2 separate regions of the Triticum aestivum genome follow, and region 1 is linked to region 2. A link is a contact called in public Hi-C data. All regions are on one chromosome and are shown on one strand. Each heading gives the region's core, a stretch centred on a gene start, on an enhancer-like site or on the middle of the called end of the contact. The rest is flanking DNA. Distances are from core to core; before and after follow the strand shown.

What was found. Hi-C and Micro-C count contacts between places; a contact is called where the count stands out from the background.
Region 1: a contact with region 2 is called in a Hi-C map of leaf, with 2.5 times the contacts expected there. The contact joins two enhancer-like sites. A contact is called at or near these places in 4 of 5 Hi-C or Micro-C datasets (leaf and an unstated tissue).

Annotation. Positions count from the first base shown.
Region 1 is chr2A:57,118,175-57,123,548 of IWGSC CS RefSeq v2.1, reverse strand. No RefSeq gene overlaps it. Among protein-coding and RNA genes, the nearest start is that of LOC123184688, 22 kb to the right of the region's middle. Within about 2 kb of position 3,513, at least 1 of the 8 cell types and tissues checked has an H3K27ac peak or open chromatin away from gene starts, as enhancers often do.
Region 2 is chr2A:56,967,339-56,972,442 of IWGSC CS RefSeq v2.1, reverse strand. No RefSeq gene overlaps it. Among protein-coding and RNA genes, the nearest start is that of LOC123184687, 32 kb to the right of the region's middle. Within about 2 kb of position 2,067, at least 3 of the 8 cell types and tissues checked have an H3K27ac peak or open chromatin away from gene starts, as enhancers often do.

The DNA of each region.
Region 1 (5,374 bases), core at 2,264-4,763, 150 kb before region 2:
GCTGCCTCTCGTCGGCCTCGGCGACTGTAACGCCCTCGATGCGGCTATATCTCCCACGTGTCGAAGCACGACTTAGAGGCATAACCGCATTGAAAGCAATGTCGCAAGTGAGGTAACCTTCACACAACCCATGTAATACATAAGGGAAAGAGATACATAGTTGGCTTACAGTCGCCACTTCACACAATACATGAATTTAACATTACATCATCCAGATACAATCAAGGTCCGACTACGGAACCAAAATAAAAGAAGACTACCCCAAATGCTACACAGATCCCCGATCGTCCCAACTGGGCTCCACTACTGATCAATTGGAAACGGAACAACATAACGAACACGATCTTCATCGAGCTCCTCCTTGAGCTCGGTTGCGTCACATGCACGAATTCATCGGCACCTACAAACTGGTTTTAGAAGTATCTGTGAGTCACGGGGACTCAGCAATCTCACACCCGCGAGATCAAGACTATTTAAGCTTATGGGTAGGAAAGGAGTAATGAGGTGGAGCTGCAGCAAGCACTAGCATATATGGTGGCTAACTTACGCAAATGAGAGCGAGAAGAGAAGGCAAAGCACGGTCGAGAATCTATGATCAAGAAGTGATCCTAGAACAACCTACGTTCAAACATAACTCCAACACCGTGTTCACTTCCCGAACCCCGCCGAGAAGAGACCATCACGGCTACACACGCGGTTGATGCATTTTAATTACGTTAAGTGTCAAGTTATCTACAACCGGACATTAACAAACTCCCATCTGCCCATAACCGCGAGCACGGCTTTCGAAAGTTCAAATCCCTGCAGAGGTGTCCCAACTTAGCCCATCACAAGCTCTCACGGTCAACGAAGAATATTCCTTCTCCCAGGAAGACCCGATCAGACTCGGAATCCCGGTTACAAGACATTTCGACAATGGTAAAACAAGACCAGCAAAGCCACCCAGATGTGCCAACAAATCCTGATAGGAGCTGCATATATCTCGTTCTCAGGGCACACCGAATGAGCAAGACGTCGGGTAGGCCAGCCCAGAGTTGCCCCTGGTAGCCCCGGACATCGCTCGGTTGGACCAACACTTAGAGAAGTACTGGCCCGGGGGTTTAATAAAGATGAACCTTGAGCCGGCCGACCCAAGGGAAAGAAAAGGCTAGGTGGCAAATGGTAAAACCAATGTTGGGCCTTGCTGGAGGAGTTTTATTCAAGGCGAACTGTCAAGGGGTTCCCATTATAACCCAACCGTGTAAGGAACGCAAAATCAAGGAACATAACACCGGTATGACGAAAACTAGGGCGGCAAGAGTGGAACAAAACACCAGGCATAAGGCCGAGCCTTCCACCCTTTACCAAGTATATAGATGCATTAATTAAATAAGAGATATTGTGATATCCCAACAAATATCCATGTTCCAACATGGAACAAACTCCAATCTTCACCTGCAACTAACAACGCTACAAAAGAGGTTGAGCAAAGCGGTAACATAGCCAAACAATGATTTGCTAGGATAAGGTGGGTTAGAGGTTTGACATGGCAATATGGGAGGCATGATAAGCAAGTGGTAGGTATCGTAGCATAGGCATAGCAAAAGAGCGAGCAACTAGCAAGCAAAGATAGAAGTGACTTCGAGGGTATGGTCATCTTGCATGAGATCCCGTAAGGAAGAAGAACGAGTCCATGAGGAAGACAAACGGACGTAGCCAACGTATCCTCACAAACGCGACGTTATCGGAACTAATCCGAAGAAGCAACACCGGAAAGAAGCAAACAACATAGTAAACAATTATCACATAAACATGGCATGATGCACAATCAAGTATGATGCATGTCCGGTTTAATGAAGCATGGCATGGCAAAATGCACAAACAATTCTACAAATTAAGTAGAGCTCAACATGCAACTCCGTTGCATATTGACGAAACACCACATTCAAGTTATTTAGTTCAATCTCGGTTATGTACCCAACAATATTAAATGTAGTTAAACATGTCAAGAGGTGAAACATAAAGGAATTATCTATCTAAACAATTTAAATGGGGCCGGATATAGCAAACAACAAATCTGGTAAATCCCCATATGCATTTAGCAAATTAATACAAACAACAATTTAAACATTTTAATTGTTGTTATCATGATGCGGATGACATGTGCAAGTTTATGCAATTTTTATTAAAATTTGTCAAGAGCATTATGAAGCACTTGTCAAAGTGGCGGAAACGAAAGGGGTGCCACGATAACGAATCCGAAAATGATGTCACGGCAACATCTCGGTTCCGGTAGCTCATGGAGATACCGGTGCAAAAGGAAAAGTGACGGAAGTGTGTCATGCAAGGACGGTGGGATGATCCCGGATACCGGGTTCCCACATGCCGACGGCAAGGCAACGAGGAACTCGCAAAGAACAACTCGGACGTGGTGCAACCACGAGCATCTCATACATCACACCACATTCATTCACGGGCGTCGTCTCGGTGGTTATACCTTCGAAGCGTGCGTTTTCAAGGCGGAACGAGTTTGACGGGATGTAGTTGTTCTCGCGACAGTAGTCGTTCACGTTCATTGTGGAAGTAGTCGTTCACATTCTTAGTGGAAGTAGTCGTGCATGGTTCTTCGACAACGGTCGTCGTACGCGCTCCGAGTTCGTCGGTGGAGGTTCTCACTTGCTCCAGGTTCGTAGGTAGAGGTTCTCGCGATCTCGGCAACGGTAGTAGTACCCGTTTCCGTAGACGTTCGGGGTCGTGGGTAGTTGAGCACAAACGATGTTGGACTTGACGGATTCGAGGCCTCCGGGCGTAGTGGTGCATGTTCGTTTATGGAGAGGTACTTGGCGTTTTTCGTCTCACAATGTAGTCGAACTTGGAGCTTCGTGGAACTTGGCGGCTCATCACGTAGATGTACACGAGGTCATACCTGGGTTTCCTGGAACTTGGCGGGCACGAGGTGCAGGAGAGGAAGGTGGGAGGCGACGCTGGACGGCAGAGACGACACGAACTCCTGCTCCTGCGGGACTTCGGCCAGCGGTGAAACTGCTCCGCCTAGTCACGAGGAGGGGAAGCAGCGCAGGCAGCATGGAGCTACGACGGAGTGGTAGCCGGCAACGGCTCCGGTGGCCGACGTGGTTGAGGACGGAGGCAAACGGGCGAGGTTCGCGAGCAGAGGATGCGGGGGATCGAGCGCAGGGAGCTTGAGGCGTTGTAGGCGAGGACGCGGGTCGAGCCGACTTAGGCGCGTGCTCCAGCGAAGGTTGGCCGGCGACGCGTCTGAGGCGAGGGAGGAGCACGTTGGAGCGGGGAGCTCCTCCTGGTCGCGGTGGTCTCCACGACCGGCGGCCTGAAGCGGCGATTCGCGAGGAAGGCGGGCGACGGAGCAAGGTGGTGGCGGGGGCTCTGGCTGGCGTCGGGGACGAGGTTGCAGGAGAGGAAGCAGTCCAGCGGTGGTGGTGGAGGAAGACCAGGCGAGGTCCAGCGACCGGGCGACAGGGCGCGGTGGCGATGGTGGGGATCGGCGAGAGGCTCTCGCTCCTCTCTGGCGCACGAGCAGGGGAAGGAGACGTGGGAGTGAGGGAGATCGAGGAGATGGGGTCGGGCGTGGGGCTTCTGCCTGGCGCGTGAGGAAGAGAACGAGAGGAGGGAGAGATGGATCGAGCCACGGCTCTCCTGGCGGCACAGCGAGGGGAAACGGGAGAGATCGAACGAGGGGAGAGGGAGCGAGGGTTAGGGTTGGAGCCGGTGCGGGCTGGGACTTAGAGAGGGATTAGGAGGGAGGGTTCGGCTGGGCCTGCAGATGGGCCGGCCAGTTGCCGCTTCGGATCAAAAAGACCAACCTTTTGCTATTTCTCATATACAGAAAAGTAGACAGGACGAAAAAGGAAGGAAAGAAATAGCTAGGGTTTTTAGAAAATGTTGAAACTTCTCCTGCTGAGTCTAAGAATTATACTTAGTCCAAGAAAAGAAGTTCCACGCGAAATAGAAGAGTTTAAATCAAACTCATTTAAATTTAATTCAAAAGATTTGAACTAGGACGAGGTTTTAGGAGTATCCAAAAATGTTCGGATTTTTGGAGGAACCTCGGAATATGATGAAAGAATAAGTAGCAAAGTTAGAGGCCAAGAGTTGTGATAACAAAGGCATTGAGATTTATTTTGCAAGTGTGCTCCGGTGAATTCCAACAAATAGAATATTTAATATAGCTCCCTAATATCGGGAGGATATATTATAAAGAGAATCACCATGTGAATTCCCTTGGTTTAAATGGGCCGAAGATCCATGCAATTTATTTAGTTGAGTTGCAAAAGATTTATGAGATGATGGCATGATGACATGATGTAATGCACATGATGCAACGAACCAAACAAAACAAACGACGAAACCCGAAAACCCTGGAAGGCATCTGAAGCTCCGGTCTTGGGGCGTCACAGCGACGGCTCGTGGAGACACTCCAGGTCTGCCACGCATCACGAGGATTATGGCGCTGGTGGCCATCTCCTTCGTCGGAGGTGATCGGCATGAGGCTGGGTGGTCGGATCTCGAGATCCGTCGTCTAGTCTCGCTTGCGAGTCGGGGAGACATAGTCGCCGGTGAAAGCCAAGCCAATGGCGGCGTCCTGTGTCGTTACCTTGATGAAGGCATCATCGTCTAACTACTGTCGACCCACTCGTACTGCTCTGTGGGAAACCCTAGGATCTGGTATTCGACGATGGCGGTATTGTGGTGTCGTTTCTCGGAGCATCGTTTGTGGAGCAGGGCTAGAAGATAGAAGCAGGAGGTGGAGCGGCTTTATCTTGCACAGAACTTCGGTGAAGATGTCAAGTCATGCTTGGACGACATGTGCTGCGTTATGTCATGCCTGGTCGGCAGGTGCTACGCACGACAGATTTTCCAGAGTCCTCGAGTCTGGATGGACGAGCGCAGGGCGATGGTGCCGTTGGGCACCGTGGTGGTGTCGACAAATGGACGAACTGGCAAGGATGATGCGGATCTCTCTCCTGAAGATGGGTCAGCGGTTCGATGTTAGTGACGGCTTTTAAAACATGTGCATGTAGTGTATGTTTTAGGTCTGCTGCACCAGCTGTTGGTTCTGATATGTTATGTGGATGGATCAACGACGACACCGGTTTTAGATATAGGAAGTGAGAGCACTCCACATTATCAAGTTTGTAGGTGTGAATAATGGCTTCTGATGGTTTGATGTAGGTTTTTCTTAGATCTTTGTTGAATAATTAATAAAGATGATTATATGCATCAATTGATGCAGAGGCCAGTAGTTTAAACCTACTTTTTTTTAAGAAAATACAGTTAACCAACAGATAGGAATTTCCCTGATGAACTGCTGCTGCAACAACACCCAAAGAGACAGAATCCTAACGCCCTACTAGAGTTT
Region 2 (5,104 bases), core at 818-3,317:
ATTGGTGGGAGCTTGAGCCATCATTTCTCTTTTTCCCGGCTTTGAGATCGATGGCTGCCACCGTCGTCTAGCAAACAATATATGTATGAGCACGAGAATGAAAACAAAAGAAGTATATGCAAATGATGACAAGATGAAGCAATTGAGCTTACGTGAGTTGCCACTCCCATCCCACTTTGAGGGCATTTAGTAGCTTGTGAGTAGTAGCTGACGTACTTGTTCACTTCCCCCTTGAATGATCCCCATTGATATTGGAGTGATGCCACATTGCGGTTGGTCATGATAGGATGCAGCTCCACATACTACTTTTCTTCGTGATACTTTTTCCAAATCTTCTCCAAATACTTTTTCCCCTTTTGCTCGGTGCCGCATATTGGATCCAGTGTTGTGGCCAACCAAGCTTTGACCAACAAGATGTCCTTAAATCTTGAGAATGACGGACCTCTTGCCTTTGTCGTCTTGTCCTTCTTCTTCTTTTTCTTGGTCGGATTGGGATCGGATGTTGTCCCAGCTTCAAATGTGGCGCCCTCCAATTCATACTCCATCTAGGTCGGATCTTCATTGTCATTGATCATGTTCGACATGAACGCCTTCAGATGATCATGACTTGTAAGCATTCATCAGGTCCGAAATGAATTAGTGGTCTATGCAAAACATTGAACATGACGTATGCAACTTTGATTGGATAGGTGCAAACAGAACGTATCAATTCTTGTTCCGTCATTCCGTTGAATACGCCGAGGGCAGCCCGGGCGCCGCCGGTGTCCGTGCTCATCTGCGCCCACACGAGCTGGGGCGAGTCACATATATCGACCGCCGGCATCTGTGTGGGCACACTCCGGAATGGCCAAGCCGGCCGTCAAATCCTCCTCTGTCTCGACGTGGTCGGATGGCGTAATCCTCGTCGGGGCATTCCGGAGATCGTAACGTACATGTATGTTGCTAATACAAGTTACTCCCCACTATGACTAGTCTAACAAGTGCCAAGAGCAAGAGCGTGGTACGTATTGCTAGTTCTGCTAATTAAAGGGCGCGCCTGAACTGTGCGTATGCCTGTGTTTGCATCAGTGTGGCATTCCGGAGATTCAGGCGCATCAGTGGTCTGAATCTGATTGAATCCTTTTCCGGTTAGCAGGCAATCGAGATCAGATCTTTGGCGCGCCAGGATCAGGGAGACTTTTCTCCGGCCGGCCGGCCTGGGGTCGTGGGGGTGAGATGATGGATCATGGATGGCACGGCGGGTCCATGGACTCCGTACGCTCGCGGTTGGTACGTACTGCGCTGGTGGGAGTTCTTTATCCGCTCTTCCTCTCTCGCCCAGTCTCCGGACTACTACTACTACAGTGCGTAGCACTACTGCAGCTCCGCTCAATGATGGCCATGGCCAGGCCACCCTCGAGTCGAGGCCTCCGAGGCCGGCCGGTGCATGCGGCCGGCTCGCCGTGCACCTGCCTGCATCATTGACGTACATACGTACGTACACGACGGCGAGGCTGCTGTGTAACGAGCCCCGGATTAGGTTAGCGCCACCATGCCGCGCTAGCTGCATCGCCGGTCCGCTCGTACGCCCGGCACGGCGCTGCAGCGTTGCGGCAGCTGCCGCCGCGCCCGCCCGGCGCGTGCGTACGGGCCCTGATGCCGGATACATACAGAGCCATGCATGGCCCACGTACATCGGGGGCGCCGAGTTCCAATCCTTGATCATCTCATCATGGATCTTTTGGGTGACTGGGCGCTCGCTCATCACGCTCCTGAAGAAAGAACCACCAGCTTTTTTTCACTGTCTCACCACCACCTTCAGTACCACCAGTACTCTGCTCCACTTAGATTGGCATCACGGAAGTACGGTGGTAAACTAATTGATAAACCTGACGACAGATTGTCTGCAGGTAGAAAAAACCCCGATGCGCTGCTGTACCGGAATCGTACCGGATCTGTACGGCGTCGCTAGTTTATTATTGCGGTGACCTCCTGCAGAATCTTTCCCTCCTTTACTCCTGTAGCTCAGCGAGTTTTTTTTTTTGAGTAAATGTAGCTCAGCGAGTGGTCAGCGGGCGGCGGGACGTTCTTTGGGTCACCAGAGCCCATTGGGTCGGTTCATATACAGCACAGCAGAGAGTCAGGGCCCAAGTAGTAGCCGGCCGCGCTAGAATTTCAGCGACGGTGGGACATTGTCGGGCACTGCCATAATATTAGTACGTACTGTACCTCGCTTATTGAGCAACGGTGGGCTTGCCAACAGTCTCTGGATCAAAGATATTATCAAGGTCCAGCTAAAAAAAGAGAGGATATATAGCAAGGTCAGTAGGCCACCCTTGTTATGTTCTGCTCTCTCTGGCTGCTGTTAGGAAAATACCTCAAACCATCTTCCAGGCAACAATTACTCCTTGGGGTATTATTTCTCACGAGCCCTCCTATGTAACGCTCAGCGCGCCAAGATGTCACACAAACACACAGTGTGTCATAACTGCTCCAACCCCCATGGCACTCGGCGGCGGTGCTGTAGCGACAGGAGCAAGGCACCAGAGTGTTTTTTTTTCTTTTCTATAGTTTCTACTGGTTTTTTGGTTCAATAGTTTTAAATTTTGGATTTCAAAAGGCATGATTATTTATTTATTTTAGAATACCCTTTAAAAATCGAAACATTTTTTAAATATGTGGAGCTTTTACGATCAATATTTTAAAAATAGAAAGCTTTTATATTTGTGAATTGTTTTGCAAAAATTGTGAACATTAAAAAAATTGAATAAAATCGGAGCAAAAAAAAGGAAACTAAAGAAGCCAACTCAAAAACGGGAGTGGAACCGAACGAATCAGCCGATCGATGAAAAATTGGGAGGGGGGGGGGGGGGGAAACATGAGCTGGCTCATGCGAGCGTCGCCCTATTAGTTTGCTCAACATTTAGTCATGACAATTGACAAATAAGTTTTTTAGGAAACAACCGACACTTTTTTTTGAGAATCTAAAAATGATTGACAAACAGGTATCACCATTTCTCGCTTTTGATGGGGTCCATTAACGGGTACTATTTTGGGTTTTCTCTTTCATAAATCTTGAAACTTCATTTAAAATATACACAATAAAAAAAGTTTAATTATCTCACTAGTTTATGTATAACCAATTTAAAATATAAATAATATTTATACATATAACAAAGTAAGAATTCACGTACTTATAAAAATATCAATGTAATTTTAAAAACATCAACCTTTTAGACATTATTCATATAGTTTTAGAAAGTTTTCTATCATTTTCAAGATACATTCATGTATCTAAAAGAGTGTTCCCATATTTTATAAAAATCATATAGTTTTCAAAAAAAAAGTATACATACATTTTTATAAAAAAATCATGTAATTATTAGAAGTGTTCATGCATTTAAAAAATGTTCAAGTAAAACATTAAAGACTATTTGAAGAATGTTCATGTAATTTTAAGAACTATCTGCGCCTTCTATAAAATATTTACACCGTCTAATAAAATGTTCATGTTATTTCTTAGAAGTGCTTACACATTGGTTTTGGAAATTGTGCAAAAGAAATATATAAATGAAAAACTAGATTGGAAAATTAAAAGAGAAAATAAAAAGAAATGCGAAAACATAATAGAAACATGAAAATAAAGAAAAAGACAAAAAAAGGAGGGAATCGGACCATTCAATTTTGATATCAGCTTGACGGATTTGGAGCGATTCAAGCACCCCTAGCGATGGGATTTTCGGAGCCCGGTCATAATGGCCGAAGCACGAGCGGAGCGAGCTTGTGATCAACAAGCTCTAAATACCTGCGATGTGCAGTTCATATGGTGTTCGTCCTGCCAAACAGCCCAGGAGTACAGGTCAAAGAATGACTAGTCAGCTCATACCTGAACAAGCAGGCATATAATTAACCTGTCAGATGAATAGCATTACGATGCAGAATGAATAATGATAGATTGGCCAAACAGTCATCCCAACAGAGTTCAAAAGGGTTAATTGTGTCTTAATATCCAACATACTACTCATGAACAGAATTGCAAATAGCCTGCTGAGGTCATACTCATGAACAGAAATGTGATACAATTTCTTGCCTTCCACATCCCCTGACAACGGTGACCATATTACCCAACATCTATTCCAACTGGATAGGATCCCCTTCATCACCCATCGTAGGCAGATCTTCGCTGGGATTGATCGCAGGCAGCTTCTTCCGAAAGGATTCGTGCAACACCGACCCTGGTCGCTTTTTGCTGCCCTTTGAATCTGCACACACCAAAGCCCCATGTATTAGTTTGGAAAAGACAAGTCTAAAAACCAAACAATCAACACTCAGCCTGTTAGTGCGATATAGGCTTATAAACAACAAATTTCATTTCTCCATGGTAACACAAATTTCTAGGCAGCAGAAGCCTAAAAAATCACAACGTTTAATAAACTGATGAAGCCATATTAGATGAACTCACATTTAATAGACTTCAGATAAACTATGCTAAGAGCATCTCCAATAGCAGCCCCAAAATAGGGCACCAAAAGAGCTTGGGAGTAAAAACATTTGGGCACCAAAAGTGCTTTTTTTTTGCACAAAAACATGGTGTGTCCAACAGCAGCCCTATAATAGGGCACAACTGCTCCAACAGCCGCCCTAAAATAGGGCAGCTGCGCCACAAATTTGTTTACCACAATTTCATATGTATTGAACTTTGCGAAATAGCAACAAAATAATGTCATATATTTTTTGCCTGCTTCAACTATCAAATATTTGAAGGCATGTTCAACACAAATTGTTAGCTATATTACATAGTTCATCAAACCCATGTCAAATTAATCCAAAACATGCATTTGGGCTTCTTGATAGAGAGCAATAAAATTGCGGTGACATAGTATAGTACTCCCTCCGTCCGGAAATACTTACAACCATTTCTACGACAAGTATTTCCGGACGGAGGGAGTACCTACTACTGAACCTACTTGACTAAATCAAACCCAAACCAATGCATGAATTGACACTAGCAGCAGTACACTGAGCAATCGACACTGAAGAAATCTGACACTGAATAGAGGCAATATATACAGCTAGCACCGTCGGGTAGGTTCAGGCTAATTTGACTTGGAGCAATTTCAGTTCA